2 separate regions of the Sus scrofa genome follow, and region 1 is linked to region 2. The links are chromatin contacts, called in public Hi-C maps. All regions are on one chromosome and are shown on one strand. Each heading gives the region's core, a stretch centred on a gene start, on an enhancer-like site or on the middle of the called end of the contact. The rest is flanking DNA. Distances are from core to core; before and after follow the strand shown.

The links. Hi-C and Micro-C count contacts between places; a contact is called where the count stands out from the background.
Region 1: a Hi-C map of skeletal muscle shows a contact between it and region 2, with 4 times the contacts expected there. The contact joins two enhancer-like sites. A contact is called at or near these places in 3 of 5 promoter capture datasets (fetal liver and liver), 30 of 47 Hi-C or Micro-C datasets (alveolar macrophages, blood, brain and 16 more) and 2 of 2 datasets of contacts at active chromatin or transcription factors (alveolar macrophages and skeletal muscle).

What each region holds. Positions count from the first base shown.
Region 1 is chr9:7,192,545-7,199,508 of Sscrofa11.1, reverse strand. All of the region lies in intron 2 of PDE2A (cGMP-dependent 3',5'-cyclic phosphodiesterase), which reads left to right. Among named protein-coding and RNA genes, the nearest start is that of MIR139, 21 kb to the right of the region's middle. Within about 2 kb of position 1,983, at least 7 of the 83 cell types and tissues checked have an H3K27ac peak or open chromatin away from gene starts, as enhancers often do. A contact at or near this core is called in retroperitoneal adipose tissue and skeletal muscle, where this site is marked.
Region 2 is chr9:7,152,359-7,159,526 of Sscrofa11.1, reverse strand. PDE2A (cGMP-dependent 3',5'-cyclic phosphodiesterase) reads left to right here. Exons shown (of 32, transcript XM_013999451.2): 6 at 2,331-2,440; 7 at 3,174-3,229. Among named protein-coding and RNA genes, the nearest start is that of MIR139, 19 kb to the left of the region's middle. Within about 2 kb of position 4,071, at least 11 of the 83 cell types and tissues checked have an H3K27ac peak or open chromatin away from gene starts, as enhancers often do. A contact at or near this core is called in retroperitoneal adipose tissue and skeletal muscle, where this site is marked.

The DNA of each region.
Region 1 (6,964 bases), core at 734-3,233, 42 kb before region 2:
GACTTTTCGATGTGACACGTGGATTGCGTGATCTTTTCTCCCTGTGAGCTGTTCCGTGTGTGGTGAGCAGTGTGGGACGCGGGTCCAGGGGGCTGGGGTGTGGGGTGCGAGGCGGGGCGGGGGGGCTGTGGAAGGCACTGCAGGGGGTGCGGGCATGTGTACAGAAGGTGTGGGGGGTGAGGAACGAGGGGTGTGATGTTTGTGGTGGCAGAATACAGCTGGTGTCCCATAAATGTTTGTGGAGTGACGTGTGTGTGTGTGTGCGTGTGTGTGTAGGGAGGGCTTGGCTGCCATCCTGTCCTTGCTTCCCTCCCATTAGGTCCCCAGAGATGCCCAGGCCAGGCTGCCTCTCCCCTTTGCCCTTCGTCCCCCTCGCTTTGACCAAGGCCTTTGTCTTGGGTTTCCGGCCAGGCGGGCGCTGGACAGACGGCCGATGTCACGCTCCGGGAAGCTTTGTTCTTTTCCTCTTCGCCTGTGTTTGGGGCTGGGATGGGGAGGGGATGGGGAGAGGATGCACAAGTCGCGGGTTGCTGTGCTGGCCGCCACCTCGCAGTGCTCCGCAGAGGGCAGGGGTCCGGGCACAGGCCGAGGCCTGGGTGGTTGCCGGGGGGGCGCCAGGAGCAGGGCGCCGGGGGGCAGAGGAGCCCAAGAGCAGCTGGAGCGGGCCTTGGGGTTGGGCGAGTTTGCCACCCCTGAGGTCTTAGTCCCATGCGGGGCCCAGTGCCCTTCCTGCTCACGTCATCTCCGGGGTGCTGAGCAGCCAAGCGCCCCCTTCTGCCTGCTGGCTGGTCCTCTTCTCTTCTCTGGGTGGTGCCCAGGAGGGTCCCGGGCTGGGGGGCAACCAGGAAGACCTCGACGTATCTCTAATTTTGTTGACCCCACATCTGATGTGGGTCGGGGGGAGAGTTCCTGTCCTCACGAGACGTTTCTCTGAAAAAGGAGGCCTGATCACGCCTTTGGATCCTAGTCTGATGGATTCCGTAGGAGGGCCCAGGGCGTAGCCTCCACAGAAAGCTCTGGGGAGGCCTTGGTGGGCAGCCTGCCGACAGGTTTGCGAGCGTGCGGGCCAGGACTCCCTGTGGTTGGAAGACGCAGAGACCCCCAGAGTCAGTGAGGGGAGCTGGAGGCCAGCGCCGCAGCACCACATTCCAGAAGGTTCTCTGAAGTGAGTGGACTTAAGCTGAGCCTTGGAGCAGGTATGGGATGGGCAGAGAAATGTGGCCTCGGGCTGAGGAAGATTATGGCCCAACTGGAAAAAGGCATGGCGAAGGCTGGCGCTCACTCCCAGGCGGGGCTGGTGGGCTCTTGGCGGCCACGGGCCTCCTGCCTGCTCAGGCTTCTACCGTCGCGTTGTCTTTGGCCGGAGTCACTGTTGTCCTGTCTTCACCATCACATTTTAGGCAGCTCTTTCCAAATGCCAAGCTCCTTTCACAAGTGTCTCCTTTAACAGATGGACTCTTTCTGTTCTCCATAAGTATTGAGCACCTGCTATGTACCAGGCGGGCACGGTTTTAAGTTCTGGGGTCAGACCAGTGGCCAGATAGGCCTCGCAGGGCTCCCACGTCCTGTGTCTGAGAAGCCCTGCCTTTCCAGCCCCCCAGGCCCTAGCGGACCGTCCGCCCTTGGGTTCCTACAGCCCGATGTGCTCCAGGCCTGCACTCCACTGTGTTGGGGTCTGGCTCCCCCAGAAGCTGAGCCCTGCGGAGCCTGGGTTGGGTCTGCCCATGCCATGTGACCTGAGCTCGGCTCAGCAGGGCCCAGATAGTCATCCTGACCATCGAGGCACCTGCCACCTAGGGAAACTGAGGCCCAGAGCCGAGAGGTCGGTAGCGACCTTCCTTTCACCAGCATTAGGGGAGACCAGGAGAGCACAGGTGGCACGTGCAGGTTCCCCAGCAAGGTAGCAGAGCTGGGCCTGGAACACAGCTCTCCCGGCTGCCAGGCTGGGCTCCGGCCCCGGCCCCGTGCTGCTCCCTGGCTGGCCTCTGTGCTGCCTGTGGCGGGTAAACGATTATTAATGACCCCCTGGCAAGGAGACAGGAAACATTTCCCAACCACAGCTGGGGATCTGCTCCCTGCCAGCCCCAGCCATCCATACCCACCCTGGCCATGGTGGCGGCACTGAGGTTATCTCTGTGCCTCCTTGGCTTCTTCCTTTCCTCCTGCCCATCCAACTCCCGCTTCTCTTTCCTCTCAGGGGTAAAGGACAACAAGGAGCTGGGCTTTCGCTTTCCCATCTCTCTCTCCAGCCCGGCTCGTCTCCACCTTCTCCCCTGCCCCCTGTTTCACCGGAAGTGGCCCCTCCTCCAGGAAGCCTTCCCTGACTGCCCTGCCAGCATCTCTGGGGGCCCTGTCCTGTGCTCTGGTCACCGAATCTCCCTCATTGCAGACTCTGGCCAGGCTCTGATGGCCCTAATGCTGGGCCGGGGACTTCCTGGGGCCTGATCTCAGTGGCTGTCTTGGGATGGACACACGGACCATCGTTCCAGATGCCTCCTCCAGGACGTCCCCAGCCAGCCCAGGGACTCTCGCTTCCTCTGGGCACAGCAGGCCACCCTGTCCATGCCACACACTGTGTACTGCCAGGCCTTTATGGATGGCCATTTAGTGAGCACCTCCTCTGTGCCCAACGGAGAGGGTGGGTAGAGAGCACAGCGAGCATTTTAAGGTTCAGCCACACACGCTGAGCAACAAGGCATTTGCCCCTCGGCAGGTAGACTGACCCAGGTACCAGGGCCACCCGGGGACAGGTGATGGGGTGGAGGAGGGGCAGAGACAAAGGCTGAGGCTGACAGTTCGTGTGGGGAAGGCGATGCTGGAGGGAAACTCGGGGGCCGTGGTAGAGCAGAGCAGGGGCCCCTAATTCAGCGAGAGGGAGGGCAAACTGGGGAGTTTCCAAGAGGAAACATATCTAAATGGAGAACCGAGGGATGAGCCAGGAGAAAGTTCTGGACAGAGAGGAGGAGAGAATGGCGAATGTGAAGCCTTGCTGGTGACAGACAGAGGGAGGGGACCATTCCATGGAGCTGGATCCGGAACTGCCAGGGTGGCTGAGGGCTGGGAAGCCAGGGCCAGGGAGGGTGGAGCCTCAGGAGATGAGGCTGGCGAGGCTGGCAGGAGCCAAATTGTGCAGGACTTTGGTGCCATGTCAAGGAACTTGGTGGACTTTCTCCAGGGGAACTGGGCACTAGGGGATGAGTTGAAAGCAAGGCAGGCCTGGAGTTCCCGTTGTGGCTCAGAGGTAAAGAATCCAGCTACTATCCATGAGGATGAGGGTTCAATCCCTGGCCCTGTTCAGTGGGTTAAGGATCCGGTGTTGCCGTGAGCTGTGGTGTAGGTCGCAGACGCAGCTCAGATCCCAAGTTGCTGTAGCTCCGATTAGACCCCTAGCCTGGGAGCTTCCATATGCTTTGGGTGTGGCCATAAAAAGCAAAAAAAAAAAGAAAAAGAAAAAGAAAAGAGAAAAATGCGGACAGGACTGCTCAGACCCACCTGTGAGGGAGCTCCCTGGGCCACGGACGGAGTGGAGAGCACCTAGCGGGGGGAGGCGGGAGGCTGGGGCAGTGTGGTTCAGACGAAGGATGACAAGGCTGAACGGGAAAAAGCCAGAAAGGGAAGTGAAGGCGCAGCGGGGCAGAGGCGGGGAAAGCAGCCGTCAGCTGGAGCGGTGACCGGGGGAGAGCGCCGGCCTGGGGTCTGAGGGGCCACGTGAGGGCAGACAGGACTTCAGGGCAGACGCCTGGGCCTGGCCAGGGTCTCTGAGGAGCAGAGGTCTCAGGACGGCCTCCCTGGTCAAGAGCTTTGAGGCTAAACAGACCAGGAGCCCCCTGGGGGCTGCCGCATCCTCATCTGTGGTTTGGGGACCTGGGATCCGTCCGGGGCAAAGAGCGTTCAGAATTCAAACATTAAAACCATCTGCCAAATGTAATAGTGAATAAAATTCAAATTCAAAAATGTATGAGTACATCCCAAGATGAGTTAAAATGTAAATTCATGAAGATGCTACGCGTACATTCGTGATGCTTCTAATACCGACGGCAAGCCTCCACCGCTTCCCTCCCCTTTGGATCTGGGTCCCTTGAAGCTGCTGCTCTGGTGTGGCTGGACCCCCGGGGGGCTCCAGGACCTTCTGGCCTCTTGTTCTGGGAAGCCGGTCCTCTGGCTGGTGGCTTCAGGTGGCAGGCATTTTGCTTTTCCTGTCCCCTACCCTGAGGGACTGTCCCCTTGAACTTCACCCATCTACGGCTGCCTTTATTCGAGGGGCCTGGCTACAGACCCCTGGAGGAAGTTGTAGGAACTGAGGGTATGAGGGGCCGGAGATGAGGTGCCTGCTGCGGGGCCCCGTCGGGGTGGTGGGTGGGAGGCAGCAGCAGAGAGGGGGGAAGGCGGAGTGAGCAGGGCTAAAGGGCACCTTCCCTTGGCTTCTGTATCCCAAATGCAAAAGCTGGACCACTTCCGGAAAACCGGGGTGCTGAGGTCCCGAATTATGATCTCAGGCTGGGCAGTGCTTGGTTCCCACTGTTCCGCGATCTTGACTCAGGCTACTTTCTGGGCTGAATTTTCTCACCCACACAAGGAGGACGTTGGGATGGACGGGCTCGCGGGGTGTAGGGCCCTCGGGGAAATCTGGCATTGTCATTTTATGGGGTTCCAGCCTTCCGAGGCTCTCAGCTCGCAGCCAGGGCGGTGTGGATATGTGGTTGTGTGATCCGACATTCTGTAACTTTAAGATGCTGAGACTCTGGGAGCCGAAGACGCGGACAGCCTGTGATTCCAGGATTCTAGGATTTGATGATTTGATGATTCAATGATTCTAAATGGGGTTGCTGGGAAGAGCTGCAACCACCTGCCTTGTTAATGTCGACGTTCCGTTTTAAAAACATAACAAGAAGCCGTGGAGACAGCTCTGGGTGGCGGGCATCCCCCAGCCCCCGGGACGGCGGGCGGGGCTGGCATTTACCGGGTAGGAGACCCTCTCAAGCTGGGTCCCACGGGCAGTTTCTCCTGCCGCAGCATTCTGACGTGTGTGCACACGCGGGATCCGCTGCTCCCTGAGCTGGCAGGGTACGGGGTGGCTCCCTTCGTCCCCCTGCCTCCCATCTCCAGTCATTGCTGACCGTGGCAGAGAGGGGAGCAGCTGTCCTCCCAGCCCCCAAAGTCTTTGGGAGAAACCTTGGGCTGAGGAGGAAGGAGGGGCCTGCTGGCCCCCACCCACTCCATCCCTGGCAGTCCTGGCCTGAGGGGGAAACAGGAGACAGCGCTTCCTGGACACACACACACACACACACACGCAGGCACGCACGCACGCACGCACACACGCACGCACGCACGCATGCACACGGGAATGCACTTGCCCCGGCCGGCGGGGACCCAAGACAGAAGACTGGGGCAGAGGCCAGGCAGCCAGAGGGGCAGTGTGGGCATTGGCTGCGGACCCGTTGGCACCCTTAGAGCGCAGGCCAAGGTGGAAGGACCCTGCTTGTGCCCTAGAATGGCTACAAGAAGGGCTTAAGGAAGGGAGTCCCAAGCAGGGGGCCTGGAGGCTGATGACCCACGGGGCTCCCCTGGAGAGCGCCCTGCGCATGGCTGGCTCTGTCTGGTGGCTGGCTTCTCTGGGGTTGCGCCCAGTCTCGGCACCCACATCAGAGGCAGGGAAAGAACCTCCAAGCAGGAGAGAAGGACCTCGGCCCTCTAGAGAGCCATCCTGGTGGGTCCCTCGGAATGCAATACCACCGCGCCAGCCCAGTATGTCCACGGATCAACTGACAGAGGCTGGAAGCTGGCCCGGGTCACACAGCACAGCAGGGCCTGATGCCCAGTCCGGGCCGTTCCCCACTGCCCGCAGCTCCCCCCGTCCCCAGAACACCTGGAGAGCTGGAGCGGAGGCAGGACTCGGGGTGGGGGGCTTAGCCTTTGTCTGTCACCCTTGGTCCTTCCCCTCCCATAGGCCAGGAGGCAGGTGGGGTGGGGACAACTACTGTCTGCCATCGCCAGGCTCCATTGTCTACTGCATCCTGTCGTGGCCCTGAGGATAGGGTCCCCAGCCGAGAGCTCCTCCCCAGATGCCTGACCCGCAGGGGCCTCGAGCGCTTTCCTCTCATCCTCCTGCTGTCCCAGCCCTCTCGCTCTCTCCGCTTCCCCGCGGCCACTCTCCCGTCCCTCTATGTCCCCATCTCTGTGTCCGTCTCTCCAAAACACCATTAGACTTGGAAGGGCCCTAGGAGGTCATCAAGTCCATCTCGTTTATTCTTCAGATGAGGGCAGTAGCTCAGAGAGGGCACGGTCCTGCCTGAAGTTGCCCAGTGGCAGAGCCCAGGTCACGGAAGCACACTGTCTTGGCCTCAGGCACCGAGGGTTTGAGGACTGACTCCCTTATGACCAACCCGAGAGGCCTCCTCTCCCTTCTGCTTCTTTGCACTCTTCTCTGTCACTGTGCCTGCTGCCTGGCTGACCCCTACCTCGGGCAGACCCTGCCCTTGGGGACAGACCCGAGCTCAGGGCTCCATGACTGCACACCCGTGCCCACATGGACACACAGACACCTGCAACCACGTGCGAGTCCCAGGTACAAACCTATATCGCAGAGTGGGGAGGCTGTCCGGGTACCTAGTGTTCTCTTCCTGTGAGGCACCACACCTCCTCCAGGAAGGCCCCCAGGAGCTCTCTGCTATCTCCATTACACCAGCCCCTTTGTGACAACTGAGTTCCATGAGCCTAGGTCCCTCTTCTGTGGCCCCAAGCGCATGGCTGAGTCTCCCCCGAGTCCTGGAGTCTCTCCTTGAGTGTTCCCTCCTTCTGTCTCCAGGAGGGGCTCAGCTTCCTGTGGTTGGGTGGGGAGCGTCTTGAGGTCCCCAGAGGACAGTGGACAATGGGGAGGCAGTGACAGATGAGACATTGCGTCTTTCCCAAAGTAGGCGCCACCCTACCCTGACCTCTTGGCTGATGTCTGGGGCACAGCTCTGGC
Region 2 (7,168 bases), core at 2,822-5,321:
CCTGCCCCTGGGTAGCAGGGCCTCCGCTTCCCTCCTTTGTCAGAGCCCTCGTCCCTGCCCTCAGCCGTGTGTCTGTATGTCTGTCCCCACACGACGCCACGACTCCTCTTCTGATCTCAGTCCTCAGTACTGAGCCTGACCCAGAAGGACTCTGAGGAACGAGTGAATATTCTGTGGGAGGAAAGACTTTACGGGGAAGGTTCCCACAGGCGTTTCGATGGAGAACACTCGCCTGGCTCTGGAAGGGGGGACGGAGTTAACAGGAGGTGAGGGGAGAGGCTGCGGCGGGATCCGGGGAGACGTGTCTCCGTCGGAGCTGGGCAGTAGCCTGGGGACAGAGAGCAGGGGACAGTTGCGAGAGATGCGTGGGAGGTGACCCACCCTTTGGGTGAGGGAGGTGAGAAGAGGGGGGCGGCCGGGACCTTTTGTGGACAAGCCGCAGGGGATCCAGGGCTGGTTGCGCCATTCGGGGGTAGCAGAGGAGAGGGTAAGTTGTTCTGATTGGCACTGGGTGCCTTTGGCGACTCCAGGGACACCCAGGGCGGCCCCCAGGAGGCCTTTGGATGTCTGGCCTCTAGAGCCCGAGAGCATGGGAGCTGGAGAGGCATGGGGCCAGGAAGCCAGAGGAGAAAGGCTGAGGGCAGTTCTTTCATCAGGGTCCCTGGAGGTGGGGGCGAGGAGGAGAGGGAGCGGCCAAGGCCACCACACTCTGAGCTGGGAACCAGGAGTCAGTGGGACAAAGCTGCAGGGCTCGCGGACCAGCCGCGCAGGGACCAGCGCCGCCTTGTGGTGGCCCAGTAACCGGATTGTCTGAAGCCAAGAGGCTGGGTGGGGTCCCCTAGAAGGGGTTTGGCTGAGGGTCACTAAGGGCAGCCCCCCCGCCCCCGCCTCCGGGAAGCCCCAGCCTTTGTCAACTCAGTCACGAGGAAACGTGCCTCCTGCCACCCTAGATCCTTGCGCCTTCCTGGGGTGAGTGGCACAGTTGGACAGCTCAGAAGAGGAGCCCACACTGCAGGAGCCTAAAGGTCCAGGTGCCAGGGCTGGCAGGTGGGAGACACCCCTGCTTATTGGAGATTCTGAACTAAGGGGCCAGGCGCGCATGCTCAGAATGCTGCATGAGCTTTTGACGGAGATACTTAACCTCTGGTCCTCGATTTCTCTGTGACCCCTGACCTGGAGCCTTGCCGGCCGCCCCCTCTTTTTTCCTCACTTGACCTTCACTGGGCTCCCCTTGGTGACCCCAACATGAACACATCAGAGTCCCAGGTCCCCTGAATTCGCTCCTCTCCAGGCCAGGCAGTTCCTACAAACACAATTAAGTGGAGGCAGCATGAGGGATGAAGAACCCAGGACAATTAATCATCAGAGAGTGACATTGGGTGAAAAATCAGGCGCTTAATTAAGCAGGAAGAGCCAGAGGCCGGGGGGTGGGGTGGGGAGAGTGGGACGTGTGCGGGCAGAGAAGCTCATGCTTCCCGCAGCAGAGCCTCCCCTGTCTGGGTTCCCACCTCCCTCCCGCCCCATCACGCCTGGCCTTTTGCCGCCTTGACACTCGTCCCAGGCCCTGTTGGAGGCTCAGTTCCCTTCAGCTCTTTAGGAAGAAGGTTCGAAGGTGCTGGATAGGAGTCTGGGCTCTGGGGCCAACTGCCAAGTTCAAGTCCTGGCTCTCTCGCTCATTAGCTGTGGGGCCTTGGAGAGGTTCCTTAACCTCTCGGCGCCCTAGTTTCTCCACCTGGACCACGGGAGTGATGATAATATTTAATCCATAGGATAGCTGGGAATTCCGATGCATCTGGGCGAGGTGCTTGGACTGTGTGCAGTGCGTGAGGTCGTCCATCCAGTAGCCTTCCGGAGTTCCCTGCTGGTACTTTGGCCTCACAAGATGCCCCAAAATGATTTTCTGAGGATGCTGCTGTCTAGGAATCTACTCTCTCCACCCTAGGTCTCCTGGGGAGGCTCGGAGAGGTCAGGTCACTTGCCCAAGGTCAAGTGGTAGCTGCGGCAGGATTTAACCCAGACAGTCTTGCTCTGAGCCCGGCTTCGCTTGCTCTGGGAGATTTGTGCTGAAGCCCCTTTCCCGTATCTACCAGCAGGAAGCACCAGAGGCCAGACTGTAGCTGCCTGCTCCTCTCCGTGGGGAGGGGAAGTCAGCTCCCCCACCCCGCCCACCCCTGACTCTAGTTTTTGCCCTCCTCATATCCACCCTGCAGCGTGTCAGCTTGTCCAGACCCTGGAAGATGAGCAGGGTCCAGCCCGCTCTGTGTCCCCAAGGTGGGGCCTGCGCCTCTTGGATCCAGGGACTGAGAGGTAGCATCATCTCCTCTTTTCAGAGAGGCTGTGATCTCCCGGAAGCGGGTGGGCTGCAATGGATTGAGCCCCTCGGACCTGCAGGGGAGGCCCTTGGCCAGGCTGGTGGCTCCACTGGCTCCTGACACCCAAGGTAAGGCTGGGAGCTGGGCCAGGGCAGGGAGGGACCATCTGTCTTCTCTCCCTGTCTCCATCCCTCTGTCTCCTTCTTTCTCTTGCTCTGTGTCTCTAGCAAAGCCACCATCTAGTTCTCTCTCTATTGGGCTACTAACCTCTCTGCGCCTCAATTTCCTGATCTGTAAAATGGGCACAACAGGACCTAGCTTGAGGGGGTGTTGCTTGTACCAGTGGCTAGCTGGGCCGTTGTCATTGTCATGCTCTCTCTGTCACTGTCTGTTTTTCTTTCTCTTCCTCTCCACGCCCCTCGTCCGCCATGTCCCTCTGCCTCGTGTCTCAGTCTCTCCAGGTCTCTGTCCTCTGTCTCGATGTGGAAAGTGCACAAGACTGGGAGTCAGGAGACCTGACTTGCTGTGTGATCTTGGGCAAGTCACTTCCCCTTTCTGAACCTCAGTTTCCCAATCTGAAAACTAGGGGTGCTCAGCCTTATCTGCCTCCCTCCATCCCAGGGTTGCCGGGAGGACCACGAGAAAGGTGTCCAGTGAGGGGGTCTCCTTCCATGCAGGGCTCGTTACCGTGGTCGCTGTTGTCTCCGCCTCAGGACCCGTCTCTCCGGGTCTCTGGGTCTCTCTGTGTCTCTGTCCGGGCCTCTCTCCGTCTGTGTCTTTGTCTCCCTCCCTGGGTCCCGGCTCAGGATGTCTGAGCCTCACTGGCCCCGCAGGACCGCCTCATTGCCCTCTCCCCCTCAGTGCTGGTCATTCCGCTGGTGGACGAGGAGGCCGGGGCTCTGGCAGCTGTCGTCTTGGTAAGAGCAGGTGTGGGTGGCATGTGGGGAGAGGAGAGCAGGGGAGGGAGCGCTGGATGGAGCCTCGCTGGAGTGTGAGTGTGTGTGTGTGTGTGTGTGTGTGTGTGTGAGAGAGAGAGAGAGAGAGAGCAACAGGCTGGGCTGCAGCTGGGGGAGTGGGGGGCCTGGGAGGAGCCCTCTGCACCACTCAAATGGCAGGATGAAGTTGCCCACCCCGTCTAAAACTCGCCGCAGATGTATAAGCCCCGTCCGGGGTCTGGTCCCCAGAGCAGCCCGGACCTTGTGTCCTCTTCGGCGTCCTCTGGGATGGGTTGGGGGCAGTGTCCTGAGAGGGCCTCCATGCGGTGAGGGGGGAAAGGGTGGAGAGACCCTGAGGAGAGATGGGCAGAGAGGACACCGACTGACCGTGTGGGAAGCCACTCAGAGACCCGGGTGGCTGGAGCTAGGGGGCAGGAGGAGATGAGGCCCCACGCGGAAGAGCTGCCTGGGCAGGCGTCCAGCCCCAGCTAGACCCACGGCTGAGGCTGGGACAGACGCCAGGCAGCAGGACGGGCTTCCTGGGTCGGTGATGGAGGAGGGGGGAGCCTCAGCTGGAGGGCGGATGCGCTGCTGGGGGGGGTTGGGCGGGCAGCCTGGGCCGAGACCCCCTGCTCTCTGCTGCCCCCTGGCGGAGCTCCCCACGTTCGGCTCTCTGTGGGTTTGGGCGGAGTTTTGCGGCTCTTGTGGGTCTTCCCCCGGGTGTGGAGGTGGGCGCTCAAAATCTTTGTCGCATCCGGAAAGGTTCGCTGCCCCAGATCGCCGTTATTGGGGACCAGCTTCCGCCAAGGCGGCCGCCACTTCAGTAAGGGGCGCCGACAGATACATGAGCTGGTCTTGGAGCGCCCGCCCCGGGGACTCCTCCCGAGCTCATTAAAACGGAATTAAAGGTTTCCGAGGCGCCTGACCTTTCCCGAGCCGCTGGCGGGGGAGGGCGGTGGGAGTGGGGGGCGGCCGCGCGGGGAGAAGACGGAAGGGGTACTTGGCTGGCTCTCCCAGGCGCCCCATCTGCCTGATTGAGGGGGACGCGGCCCCCTTGGTTTCTCCCGCAAGCTGCTCCCCCCACTCTCAGCTTCTGTTCCTGCAGGGAACAGATCTGCTGTTGGCACCTTCTCAGCGCCGCTTCCCTCTCTCCTTTGGCCCCAGTCTGTACCAGAGCTGGTCCCTTGGAGGAGGAGCAAGGCTGGGGACACTGTGCAGAGGTGGGGGTGGGAGACGATGGCTTTGATCGCTCACCTCTGTTGGTGGAAAGGGGTCTGGGGGCGGGCAGCTTCCTGAGAAGGACTTCCTGGTTTGGGGCTGTGGGGGCTGCATCAGTAAGGAAGCAGCTCTTGCAACAGGGAAGACACTTGGAAAGCTGTTGTCTCGTGGGCAGGAAGGTGGTTGCCATGACTGCTGGACGCTGTGGCTGAGGTTAGGCCAGGAATTCAGGCTTCAGCCTTCTCCTGGGAGGAGAAAAGGCCAGAGGGTGTGTGCGGTGGGAGGGGGGGAGGTCAGATCACTGAAAGGTACCCTGCCCTAGAGAAACCGCTCTGGGCCTTGCTCCAGGCCTGTGCAGCGACAGAGAGAGAAGTCAGACCTATTTCTGCCTTCTAGAAGCTTAGTCTAGGGGAAGGCAGGGTCACTCTCAGACCACCACTGGCCACATAATGTTGGGAGTTCCTGCTGTGGTCCTGATGCGGGTGGGCTAATGATGCGGCTTGTCTCTGTGGCGGCACCGGTTTGATCTCCAGCCTGGCACAGGGGGCTAAGGATCCTACATTGCTGCAGGTGCAGCTTCGGTTGATTGGATCCCTGGCCTGGGGAACTTCTGAGGCTACGGTCGAAAAAGGGGAAAAAAAAAAATGTTGCTGGCAGGAGCTCCAGTGGCAGAGGCTGGAGCTGCAAGGGGTGCCTTGCAGTGGAGACAGCCTTTGAATGGGGCTTTGCGGCGCAAGTGGAGGGGGGAACAGGCAGAGAAGAAGGGAAGGACTCTTCTAGGCAAAGGGAGCCTCAGGAGCAGAGGCAGTGTGATCCCGGCAAGGCTGGGGAGTGGGGCGTGTGCCACTGACCTGCGGCTTTGGCTGCCAGAAGTTCCCTCACCTCCTCAAAAGCCCTGGGCAGCAAAGGGCTCTGGAAAGGTGTTTGGAGGATTTTCGGTCTACTTCTCCTCCAGGACACCCCCCCCCCATGCACACACGTCTGACAGATCTGGTCCTACTGCTCCACCCCCGTGTTCCTGGGGCCACAGGGTCTCGCCTCCTCTGGGAGGAAGCACAGGCAGCCGGGGGTCCTCCCAGCTGCTGCCAGATCCTGCGGGCTCAGGGTCTGGAGGGAAGGCGGGGGGCACGGGGCAGATCTCTTTGGAGGGCTGACTCCGTGGCTCCTTCCTCGACAAGCCTCATTCTCCTCTGTCTCTGCTCTTGTATTATCGTCCCTCCATCCATCAATTGAAGGCAGACTTCTTGGGTACCGCCAGACACTGAGCACTGGTGCTGTGGACACAGCGGCAGTGGCCGAGCAGTCCAGACAGGCCCTGCACTACCAGACAACACGGTCTGCAGGGCTGGGCGTGCTGGACATTAAACAGGCTCGCAACACAGGGAGGACACTGCGAATGATGGCCAGGGCTAGCCAGGAAACCAGGGAGCCGGCAAGGAATATGGGGGCGGGGGGAATGGCCCTGATAGAGATCGGGTCGGAGAGGGGGCGTGTGGGGGGGCTCCCAGGAATATGCCGTCCAGAGCAGGGCTGCTTGGCTGAGCTCTGGGCCTCTGCAGCTTGCGGTTCAAGGTGCCTTGATTGCACGTTCTTTGTGCGGCGTCTTTGGCTCTGTTCTTCAATTCCGGGATAATAAGTCCCTTTGAGGAGCAGGCAGCCCTTGGTCTCTGGCATTTGATGCGTGATTTGCACCCACTCTTCCCCCAAGCCGTGCCAGCCGCACCAGATCCTTCCACGAGGGTGGGGTGTTCATGAGCTAAGTCACATTTAGCTTGGTGTGGCTGAGGGGGTGGGGGCTGTGCGGGGCTTTCCACCTTCTCTGCAGCCCCAGCGCCCACTCTTGCGTGTTCCCACTGGGCCCCAGACCCACCCGTGATCAGCAAGAGTGGGTGCTACGGTATGTGTTCCTGTCGGTGAGCAAAAGCCATGTGTGTGTGTGTGCTGGTGATTGTGTCTGTATATGGGGGGGGGGCGCGTGTGCATGGCTCATCCTGTCAACAGGTTCACATGTGCACCGTGGATGGCAGTCACTGTGCGTGTGGGTGCGTGTGGGTGTGGGTGTGTGTTCGGGGGCTCTGAGGGTCTCCATGAGAGTGGGTCTGTGCACATTCGGGGAGGGGATGGGCTGAGGCAGCAGGAGGGGGTGCAGGGAGGGGCAGGCCCAGTGGGTGGGGGAGCGAGGCCCCCACCATTCCTTCCTTCCCTCCAGTCTTCCGAGCCTCTCACTGGGTCTCCCAGCTCTGTACGGGGACCAGGCTGTTTTGCCAGCCCAGGGACGGGTTGCCCCCACGGCCCTGGGGGGGGGTCCCAACCTCCTCTTTTCCTGGGAGATGAGTCCAGGTGGAAGGAACACGAAGGATGTCCTCCCACATCTCTTACCAGTAAAATGCCACCACGTTTCTGCAAACCACGTGCAAATGAACCATGTCCCCAGCCCCTTAGACAGCCTGTCTCCTGGGAGTTAGAGACGGAGCCTCGCCAGGACTTCACCTTCCACAGCATCCTTGGCAGCCTGGGCCTCTCCAGGTCTTCCTGCCTCCAGTCCGACTCCCTCCGACCCCCCAGACCTTAGAGGCCGTGGTCTGCAGATGCTAAAGTCTGCTGGGGATCCCCCAGGATGGTTAAGCCACAGTCCAATTCCTTAGCCTTGCTCTCAGGCCCGTCCCCCCTGGTACTGCGGCCAGCACCCTGTCCAGGTCCTCT